Linked DNA regions of Zea mays: region 2 is linked to region 1. The links are chromatin contacts, called in public Hi-C maps. All regions are on one chromosome and are shown on one strand. The core of a region is the stretch at or near the end of the contact, and the rest is flanking DNA. Distances in the headings are between cores, read along the strand shown.

Region 1 (5,762 bases), core at 794-3,293:
CAACAAGGGTGAGCTCACATGCGTTCATCGCTCAACAAGTTGTGGGGAATAATGTGCATGAACTCACCAAAGGTGGGAGCTCATGTGAAGTGTAAGGCCTACCAAAGGAGATGGTTAAAGCTGAGCATTGCTTTTAAAGTTGGCCAAAATTTTATTAGCAGTTACTAAGTATAAGTAGATATCAACTCGATTAAATAAGAGATCAAAATTAATAATAACACCCACAATGCAATGCATATGACAAATTAAGTTTAGTTCCATAAATTACTCATGTGAGGGTCCGAGCTGCTCATGATCGTGAGCACGTCTGATATACCAGTTTTACACTCTACAGAGGTTGCACATCTTTACCCACAAGTCGTGTTACTCATTTACCAAGGGATCGCGACTTCGCATTCATCTCTACCAAGGAGACGAGGTAGGGTACCACTACGAGGCCTTTACAAAGTTCCACTAGCTTCCAAAAACCCGCTACGGTTTTTGAGAAGGGCAATATAGGAATCCCTCGTCCAAAAAGTCATCGCAACATGATCGACCCGAGAAACTCCCTATACGAAGCTCCTCTACCGCCCTTGCCTCTTTCAGGTAAGTTAGTCTTCCACTAGCTTTCCTAATTAGTCAGCCAATGGCGTCTCATACCACCCTTGTGGTAGCACTGTTTTCTCGGGTGGTTCTCCATGTTCCGATTAACATGATGACCTTATCATGAACAGTAATTAAAATAACAACATAATTGGAACATGATCTTAAAAAACATTAATTTCCCAAAACCAGATAAAGCAATAGCAAATCTACCCAATAGTTCATTTGTTTGCAAGGTGTGGGATAACAATGCTAGGGAAACCTATTAGGTCCCATCAAATTAATTCGAGTATGTCATAGTGTCACTATTAACAGGAACATTATTAGGTAAAGAAAAGTGATCAAGGACACAACTTGCCTTAGACTCGAGATTCCTAGGTATCAACTTGGTCTTGGGATTCTCGTGACCTCACCGCTATTCGTAGCAATACATACAAATAGACAAGGATCACATAAAAATAACAGTACATCAAACATGAGAACAAACAGCGTAAAAAATATTCTACGCGATGCTACGAGAGCGTAGGTTCGAGAACCATTAAAATCGGAGCTAAAACAAAGAATTTATGGATAAAACAATATTTTAGATGCAATAAGCTAATAGATGAGATCTAACAGATATTGCATTTAAACTAAGCTGGTATTAAATTAAAATATTTGAGTTGGTATTAATCATTAACAATTATTTATAAGATGCGTAGATTAGAACTATAAATTAGATTAACTAGATTATCTAGCTAATTAACATTAATTAAATAAGTAATTAATCAATTAATTAAAACATGTGGCATAATTAAAACAAAGTTATTACTACGTACGCAAAATTAATATGAACCTAACATAACTTGAACAGATTAAAATAAATTATTTGACTTAGAAGATATCACATTTATAATAAATTAGTTGAGATGTCAAGAAATAAATAACATGACACGATCTGATTGGTTAGATCGAGGTCACGTAAAGAATTACATGATAAATAGACGTAATATATGGGATCTTGGTGTGGCCATATTCTACCTTTTTCGTATGTGATCTGTTGACGCAGGCATCCCTCCTCGCCTACAGTAGCTCTACTTGGGCGCGCAGCGAGAAGTGCCCATGGCAGTGTCCATCATCCTCCGCGGCTTCTCTCTCTCTTCTCTAGGCTCACAGCGTTTGACGTCGATCTCTTGACCGTGGCGGCCCCGCTCTTAGCTACGCTCGTTCTACTACTTCGATGCCCCACGACGCTGGCACAGATGGCTGAACAGAGGGTAGCGGCGAACATATATAGTGCCAAGACCATCAAGGGCGAGGAAAATCTGATCGGACCGCAATGGATTCGGCCGACGGCGGTTATGAAAACGAGTCTGTTGACAAACTCGAGCGATCATCCGGGAAAGAAGATAGCCAATCCGGCCCACTACACAGCGAGCCAGCGTCCAGCGACATAGAAAAAAAAATTGGATGATTACATTAGGTGACCCAAATTGAGGCTAGAAATAGAAAAAAATAAAAAGGAACGTGGGCTACCTTTGGGGTTGGATGGGCTGGTCCGGTAAGCTTCGGTCACTTTTTTTTATTCTTTTACTTATTTATGTTTTCCTTTGTTCAAGTTTGAATCCCAAATTCAGTTTCGAACTTCAAACTCAGGCTGAATGCGCAAACAAAAATCTCAGAATGCGATGCAGGGTTTATTTTTATTTTTGTTTATTTATTATCTTATCTATTTGAATAATTGCTTCAAATATATAATGCGCGCACACACAAAAACAATCTATTTAAGAAAACACTCTTTTGAATGCATAGTCTAATTAAAGGCACACTCAAAATTCAATGTCTTATTACCTACTTATTTTAAGAGAACATAATCTCCATAAAGAATATTTTAGTTTTAAAGCTTTAGAAAATATTTCAAAGTATAATTTATATGAGAATCTTTCTAATTCGCTTACAAGAAAAATATATTTACCAAAGATTTTGAAAGAGTTTTACCAAAATCCCAAATTTGGGGTCCAAAACCCGGGCGCGAACTTCACTAAGTGTGCTGGGATCAAGTCTCACACATATGATAACACATGGTACATAAACGAATGTCACATCTTTAATATATAAAGAAGTTGTGTACAAAATAGTTAAATAATTACATCATACGAAGACAACAATCCAGCAACCATAGTTGACTGGGAGACGACGACCTAGACCACTCACGAACTCATCACAGCATCATTCATGCGTCTCATCCTGTGGTCCCTGTTCTTGACCTAGGAGGATATGAGTACAACAAGGGTGAGCTCACATGCGTTCATGGCTCAACAAGTTGTGGAAAATAATGTGCATGAACTTACCAAAGGTGGGAGCTCATGTGAAGTGTAAGGCTTACCAAAGAAGATGGTTAAAGCTGAGTGTTGCTTTTAAAGTTGGTCAAAATTTTATTAGCAGTTACTAAGTATAAGTAGATACCAACCCAATTAAATAAGAGATCAAAATTAATAATAACACCCACAATGCAATGCATATGACAAATTAAGTTTAGTTCCATAAATTACTCATGTGAGGGTCCGAGCTGCTCATGACCGTGAGCACGGCCGATATACCAGTTTTACACTCTGCAGAGATCACGCATCTTTACCCACAAGCCGTGTTACTCATTTGCCAAGGGATTGCGACTTCCCATTCATCTCTGCTGAGGAGAAGAGGCAGGGTACCAATACGAGGCATTTATAAAGTTCTACTAGCTTTCAAAAACTTGCTACGATTTTTGAGAAGGGAAATATAGGAATCCCTCGTCCGAAAAGTCATCGCAGCGTGATCGACCCGAGAAACTCCCTATACGCAGCTCCTCTACCACCATTGCCCCTTTTAGGTAAGGTAGTCTTCCACTAGCTTTCCTAATTAGTCAGCTAATGGCGTCTCATACCACCCTTGTGGTAGCACTGTTTTCCCGGGTGGTTCTCCATGTTCCAATTAACATGATGATCTTATCATGAACAATAATTAAAATAACATAATTGGAACATGATCATAATAAAACGTTAATTTCTCAAAACAAGGTAGAGCAATAGCAAATCTACCCAAAAGTTCATCTGTTTGCAAGGTGGAGGATAACAATGCTAGGGAAACCTATTAGGTCCCATCAAATTAACATGAGCATGTCACAGTGATTAAAAGGAACATTATTAGGTAAAGAAAAGTGATCAAGGGCACAACTTGCCTTAGACTCGAGATTCCCAGACATCAACTTGGTCTTCGGATTCTTGTGACCTCACCGCTATTCGTAGCAATACATACAAATAGACAAGGATCACATAAAATAACAGTACATCAAACATGAGAACAAACAACGTAAAAAATATTCTACGCGATGGTACGAGAGCGTAGGTTCGAGAACCATTAAAATCGGAGCTAAAACAAAGAATTTATGGATAAAACGATATTTTAGGCGCAATAAATCTAATAAATGGGATCTAATAGATATTGCATTTAAACTAAGCTGGTATTAAATTAAAATATTTGAGTTGGTATTAATCATTAACAATTATTTATAAGATGCGTAGGTTAGAACTATAAATTAGATTAACTAGATTATCTAGTTAATTAACATTAAATAAATAAGTAATTAATTAATTAAAACATGTGGCATAATTAAAACAAAGTTATTACTACGTACGCAAAATTAATATAATCCTAACACAATTTGAACAGATTAAAACAAATTATTTGACCTAAAAAACATCATATTTTTAATAAATTAGTTGGGTTGCCCAGAAATAGGTGACATGATACGATCTGATTGGTTAGATCGAGGTCACGTAAAGAATTACAGGGTAAATGGACATAATATATGGGATCTTGGTGTGGCCATATTCTACCTTCCTCGTATGTGATCTGTTGACGCATGCATCCCTCCTCGCCCACACGTAGCTCTCTACTTGGGCGCGCAGCGAGAAGTGCCCATGGCGGTGTCCATCATCCTCCACGGCTTCTCTATTCTCTCTAGGCTCGCAGCGTTTGACGTCGATCTCTTGACCGTGGCGGCCTCGCTCTTAGCTACGCTCGCTCTGCTACTTCGATGCCCCACAATGCTGGCACAAATGGCTGAACGGAGGGTAGCGGCCAGCATATATTGTCGGCGTTTGGAACCCGACCGCACACCCGGGGTTACCCCTCACGGTGCTTTTGGGTAGGACGGTGTTGTTGACTGTAACTCAATGGTTCGTGCGATATGCACGAGAGACGATGGGTGATTTTCTACAGGTTCGGGCTGCTTTGAGATGCATAATACCCTACTTCCTGGTGTGGATCTCTATGTGGTAGGTTCCAAGGAAAGTCTCCTGTGTGGAGAAAGGCTAATGAGTTGAGTAGATGGTCGATGGAAATGATGGGGTACCCCTAGGTCTTATATACTCGACCATGGGGCACTACATGCGTGTATGATGATGATGTGTATCTAAACAATAGTGAATCGACTGAACTTATCTTCCTATAATCTTACCGACTTATCCCTGGTTTGCTCCGATATTCAAGGTCACTACACGCGAGAAAGTCGGATCGACGCTGTGGATAGTGATTAAGTCCGACGAGCCGCTTGGGCCTGAGTCTGCTTCTTTCTCGTGTCGGCCCATTCCACCAGCAGTTCTCCCATGGCCCACGAAGGGATGGCCTTGCGAGATAATAGGCCCAAATTCTTTCGCGAGGCCTTCTTGCCTTCTAGTAGACCCGGGGGATATTTGTCTCCCACAAGCCCCCAATCTTTGAGTTGATTTTGAAATAATCAGCCCAAAGATTCTAGGTCCAGCTCGCGAGTCTGTGGCTTGATTTCCATTCTGGTAATGGGCACGCCGAAGGTGCACCAATTGAGCGTTGCTTCTAACACTTTGAGTGACTTAGTAAAAACATTCTTCTCAAAGGTCTTCATTTGATGCTTTGGAGATCAGCGTCTTGTCATCATATCGTGCTTTGGAAGTCAGCATTTGGAACTTTGAGTGGGTTTTTGAAAACAAACCACTCAAAAGTCTTCATTTCGTGCCTTAGAAATCAGCATTCTATCATCAACTTATGCTTTACAAATCAGCATTCTGTCATCAGCTTATGCTTTAGAAATCAACATTCTGTCCTCTGGGATTAAAAATCTATTGGGTGCACCGAAGGTGCACCCAATGGGTGTAGCCCCCGAGCTTTGAGTGGATTTTTGAAAA
Region 2 (6,139 bases), core at 1,635-4,134, 230 kb before region 1:
ACACATGCTATATTTTGAACATCCCTTGTTTTTATACAACTATCTATACAAATAACCAGAACATAATAGAGAATAGAACATACCGGTATTTTTGTTTTCTCAAATACAAATGATAGGTCCACGACATACTATAGAAAAAAATTATACAAAATCAATTCCATCAGTTGTATAGGAAAATAAAAGGCATGGTATGAGTGCTTCTCATCTTCTGCCATCAGCAATCACAAAGGCACAAAAGTGAGATTATACAACCAAGACATCATGTAGAACAATTCTATGACATTCCATCAATTCCATTGCATACATGACATAATGAAAAATAACCACAAACCTAATTCCATTACATACATGACATCCTGTAGAACAATTCTATGCCATTCTGTGTTGATTACAGGAAGTTGAATGAGATGACTATAAAGAACATATTTCCAATGCCTCTGGTGGATGAGATTTTGGATGAATTGGCTGGAGCTCAGTTCTTCATAAGTCTAGACATGACAATAGGCTACCACCATATTAGAATGGGGGTTGAATATGAATACAAGACTGCTTTCAAAACACACCATGGCCATTATCAGTTTAGGGTGATGCCATTTGGTCTCACTAATGCACCAGCCAGTTTTCAATGTGCCATGAACTCAGTTTTGGAGAGTTTTCTAAGGAAGTTGTGATGTTTTTTCTAGATGACATTCTCATATATAGTCCCAACCTAGAAACATGTATTTACCATATCAAGTTGGTTTTAGCTAAGCTGAGGGAGCATCAGTTTTACTTAAAGTTGAAGAAGTGTTCCTTTGTGAAGCATGAGTTGAAGTATTTGGGCCCTGTGATTTCTAGGGAGGGTGGCAACAGATTCCAGTAAAACTGCAGTCATGTTGTCTTGGCCACAACCCAGAAATGTTACGGAACTCAGGGGATTTTTGGGTCTAACTATATACTATAGAAAGTTTGTCAAAGGTTATGGACTCTTGGCAAAGCCTCTCACAAAACTGTTGCCTATTCCTCAAGGGATGTGACCATGGACTTTATTGAAGGATTGCCAAGATCTGAAGGGTTTGATACTATACTTGTGGTGGTGGACAGATTTTCTAAGTACATTCATTTTTCCTCTGAAGCATCCATTCACTGCCGAAGTGGTTGCTCAAATTTTCCTGGACAATGTGATCAAGCTGCATGGGGTGCCTAAATCTATAGTGTCTGATCGTGACAAAGTCTTCACCAGCAGTTTCTGGAAGCATTTTTCCAGCTCATGGAGGTGAAGCTCTTACTTTCTATTGTGTACCATCCACAAACTGATGGCTAAAGCGAGAGGGTAAATCAGTGTGTGGAGATGTACCTCAGGTGTGCTGTCTACAATCAGCCCCACCAATGGAAAAAATGGTTGGCCTTAGTTGAGTATTGGTATACCTCTAACAACCATTCGGTGTTGGGTTTCACTCCCTCCAGAGCACTGTATGGCTATGAAGCACCACTCCTAGTCACCCCTCGACTCATTGGAATTGAGGATAAGGAGGCTACTGACTAGATTACTGAGAGGTCAGCTTTCTCAGCCATGTTGAAGGAGCAATTGGCTCGGGCTTAACTTCGTATGAAGCAGTATGCTAATAAGGGCAGAACTCCAAGAGAGTTTCAAGTGGGAGACCTAGTTCTACTCAAATTACAACCTTATGCATAGAAGACTGTGGTGAACCAACCTTGTCTGAAGCTGGCGTTTAAATTCTTTGGGCCATTCAAGGGCTTGTTCGGTTATTCCTATCCCATGTGGATTGGATGGGATTGGAAAAAATTGTGAAAGATTTTGATTTGTTTGGGATTGAAACCCATCCAATCCCACCCAATCCACATGGATTGAGAGCAAAACGAACAAGCCCCAAGGTGGAGGCTAGGATTGGACCAGTCGCTTATAGACTTGCATTGCCTGCAGATGCCCAAGTTCATCATGTTTTTCATGTGTCTCAACTCAAGTCGTTCCTTCCTTGCTACTCGCCTGTGTTTACAACATTACCAATGGTGTCTGATCTATCTCAAGGGGAGATTGTGCCTGAACAGGTGTTGGATCAAAGAATGGTGCATAAGGGCAATCATTCTATTACTTAGGAATTGGTGAAGTGGACTGGGCTACCTGAGGCAACTGCTACATGGGAAGATTACTCTATTGTTAAGGCACGTTTTCCAACAGCAAACACTTGGGGTCAAGTGTCATTTGAGGTCTGGGGAGATGTGAGGACTGCAGAAGGGACCAGTGAGGTGTGAAGGAGTAGCTGGGGCGTGGTCAGATACCATGGTTGAGTTCGTTTCTGCTTCTTTTGTATTCTCAGTTGTAAGGGAGTCTGTATTCTGGTGATTGGGCCGTATAAACCAAATTAGCTCTGTAATGGGCCGTACTAGGGGAATTAGCACATGTAAGGGTGGATATAAATAATGTACCAGACAACTTGAGAGAATTATGAATGAAATAGAAGAGAATCTAAATAGTTCAACCACTTGCCTGGTTTGTTGGCGTCCTCTGGCACCGCTCACGTCGTGGTGATCCTTCACCGTCGGCGAGGGGTTGTCACACATTCGCGTTAGCGAAGACGAGGAACAACCAATCAGGGTCGGGGGCGAGACGCGAGCGCGTACGATTGCCCACGAGCGTCGAACGAACCGAAGGGATGGCGATGCTCGTGCGAGGAGGGGGAGGCAGTGTTAGGATCAGGCTTGGCGGTGGCGGCGAGGATGAGGAGTCTGTCCTTGGCCTCGTCGTGGTTGCGGTTGTCGTCATCATCCGTGGAGAGGTTGATGCAGGAGCAGCGCTCGAGGGAGGCGAAGAAGGCAGAGGTGCCGCTGGTCGCCTAGCTCTTCATGGCTGCTGACGGTGAGGGGGTCAGCTGCTATGCTAAGGTTACGGTGTTGTAGGCAGGGTGAGGTAGGAAGTCGGGTGGCTGCAGTTTATAGGAGAGAGAGGTGATCAGACTGATGGTGGATTGATTAGCAAAAAAAATATAAGAGGTTTTTTTAAAAAGATGACACAACTTTATAATAGTAAAGTTTAGAAAAAAATTAGAAATAAGCGAAGTAGAAACTAGAAAGACTGGTGCTTTATAATAGAGGTATAGCTAGTTCACTGTCACTCCGGACCCCGGCCGACCAGTTCTTCAATTTCACGCGTGCTCGTAGTCCCAAGCAGGCGTGGGGCAGGTGGACACTGATGGCAGTCGTTGCAGCCAGTGGACCGTGAACACGATGGTAGTAGTACGTGGACAGTGAAAGGGCGACGCTTGGTCGGGTGGAGCGGAGCACGCTGTAAAATGGTTAAGATTAGTATGTTATTTTTCTAAAGTCTTTTTTCTAATTGCCGTTCGCATTTTTTTTCCTGTCTCTGACGGAAAAAACACCTGCTTATATATCGTGTATACAGTAGCATCGTGAGTATCGCCAACTGGCGTGCACACCCAACACGGCATCGTTCGTCAAAATTTATCGTGTGTACGGTAGCGACACACCCAACACGTAAGTCGTCGTAGCTTAATTTGACTCTGTATCAGCCCAAGTTTGGCACCTACTTTCCCCCACGTGGCCCGCACCATTGCGTTGCGCCCCGTTCCGCGTTGATTTTGTCATGGACCCTGAAGAATCAGATTTTTTTTCCTCCGGTTGCTGTAACTACTTATCTATTGACATTCTTTAAAAATGCTTATGGGAATATGATTTACGTGCATATTTCTAACGATAAGGGTGCCGCGTGTGTTGCTTCTTGATTCGAGAAAAAATAGCGGCTAGGGAGCCGAGATGAGACTAGTTTTCGATTGGCTACTTACCGCTATGTCACGCCACATCACCTATTCGACCCTCGTTAGCCCTTTTCTATCAACAAATAAGATTTTTTAGCCAAGCCAGAAATTCACCACCGAGGGGATCGAACCTGGGACCTGGATGTGCTACTCGGAAACCTTAACCATTACGTTAAAGGCCCTTTCGTATTTGGTGCTTTTACATTGAGCATATCAGTGAACAATGTCAATTGGTTGAACACATTGACGTCGTTGTTTGACCCCACTGCCATAAAAAAATATGCCAAATCCACAAGTCATACAAGGCACCATATTGTGCATGATGGTCAGGGATCCGATGTCCCCTAGTAAATGTCCTTTTCATCCAACAGGATAGTTTCTCTCCTTTCAACGCATACAATATATACTCCCTATCATACCAAGAAATCTCCTCTCCTCCCCTTAGTTAAAAGACGCCCAAGATCATCAACAAGGGACAATGACTATACTCCTAACTAATCATAAAATAATCTCCCTATAGAAATGTTCAAGGCACATTAAGACCAAGCTTTTCCCATTTTAATATACCTAGTAATAGAGTCAACCCTACTGTAGGTGAGATGTGGAAAGTAGCGGCACATTTTTGGTGGGAGAGAATCCACTGCAGTTGAGTGCATCGATTCTAGAGTGAAATCGAGGAATGCTCACCTAACAAATTTGAAGAAAAGGAGACTTTTTTATATGTGGTACCTTCAACAAAAGTAGATCAAAGGATAAACACGTGAGTCATTGAAGTAGTCTTGCATCAGTCGACAATGGGAGGCTTTAGGATACCGATCAATGTAGCTCCACTGTTATGTCCTTTAGCTCCCTCTCGTTGAAAGTTTGATATACCATATCGAGTACACCTCATCTTTAGTCATCTCAACGTTAGAGTCCAAGGAAGACACGATGAGAGTGATTTAATGGAGTGAAAGAAAAGTGGTATGAGTGAAATAAAAAGTGGTAGGAGTGACTTGGAGAGTGAGTGATGTGAATGCACACTGTTGGGATGGAGACTTAACTAGACCTCGATTGACCCTTCTTTGATCCCGCCCCATGTCGAAGGCTAACATTTTTTTGAACGAAAGCTCGATACAATACCACTGCAAGGGACTTCGCCTCTAGAGCTCCGCGACAATCTTGAATGGACAACCAATTTGGTTAGCTAACTACGCTTGATGCGATTTTTCATGCAATTTAGATAAGAGATACCTCTACAACCGCCAGATTCGCGTCAAGTTTATAAGCTTGTCACTCTTGATAAATCAAGTCAAATTTGATCTATGGGGTATTTTTATAACTTTCCATAGGTCTTGTGCAGTTAGCATGAGCAAGGTCGAGGCGTTGTATGAGCTGTTCACGAAGATCAATAATGTTGTGATTGATGATGGGCTGATCAACAAGGGTTGTGAGTGATTGCTGTTGTTTTCTTTCTTCTCTAAGGAAAATGAATACAACTTTCTTGCTTTATGTATGTACATCTAATCATGATGAGTAATATGGGTTATGGTACTCTTGTCCGCCCATCCTTCAACAGGGGTTTTAGTTGGTGTCGTTCAAGACTAATAAGGAGAGTTTGTCTGCTGATCGGGTAAGGCTATGTTGCACACTATTCCTGTTATGTTGTTTGTATTTTGTAGCTATGAAATGAAAAAATATTATAGCACTGTTAGTAGTATTTAGTCATGATCAAGTATTTGCTGATTGAAGTTATAATATCAATAAGATAAGGCTGCACTCTTTTAACTTGTCCCTTTTATACAAAGACACAGTTCATACTCACAAAGACTTGCATTCAAACAATATGAACCCACGTATTCTCTGCTTTACACACACACCTGCCAACCAAAATTTTTAATAATGAAATAATCATTTATGCCTACTGTGTTCATATGTCAATGTCCAATGAAAAATAGTGTCAGATCCTATGGATGCTTACTTTCTTTCTAGTTAGTATGACAATGCATTGATATAACAATTGTCATTGTTGTTGCAGGTATTTGGCTTATTTAATACAAAACACAATGAGATTCTTGGATTTCAAATATTTGCTCGCGCGCTCTCAGTATTTCATCCACTGCTCCCCTGGATGAGAAGATTGGGTGTAAGTTTGTGATACTTAAGGCATATGCACAATTTGTTTTATTCCAAAATAAGGCATGTACATAACAGCAAACTATGTTGATGTGGTCAAGATGAATAGTATAATTCAAAAAAATGAATGCTGCCATAGCGCTAGATGATACTGAGCGATATAACTTGAAATGTCACAACTAATGTTAGTGCCTTGACTCACGAGATTAACATCATAATGTGTTACTACTTACAACTACCTACTGTGTTTT

What was found. A called contact is a pair of places that touch in the nucleus more often than the background predicts.
Region 2: a Hi-C map of leaf shows a contact between it and region 1, with 3 times the contacts expected there. The contact joins two enhancer-like sites. A contact is called at or near these places in 4 of 25 Hi-C or Micro-C datasets (ear, leaf and tassel).

Annotation. Positions count from the first base shown.
Region 1 is chr3:122,103,327-122,109,088 of Zm-B73-REFERENCE-NAM-5.0, reverse strand. No RefSeq gene overlaps it. Among protein-coding and RNA genes, the nearest start is that of LOC103650483, 60 kb to the right of the region's middle. Within about 2 kb of position 2,043, at least 10 of the 20 cell types and tissues checked have an H3K27ac peak or open chromatin away from gene starts, as enhancers often do. A contact at or near this core is called in ear, leaf and tassel, where this site is marked.
Region 2 is chr3:122,336,121-122,342,259 of Zm-B73-REFERENCE-NAM-5.0, reverse strand. No RefSeq gene overlaps it. Among protein-coding and RNA genes, the nearest start is that of HMT-3, 42 kb to the left of the region's middle. Within about 2 kb of position 2,884, at least 19 of the 20 cell types and tissues checked have an H3K27ac peak or open chromatin away from gene starts, as enhancers often do. A contact at or near this core is called in ear, leaf and tassel, where this site is marked.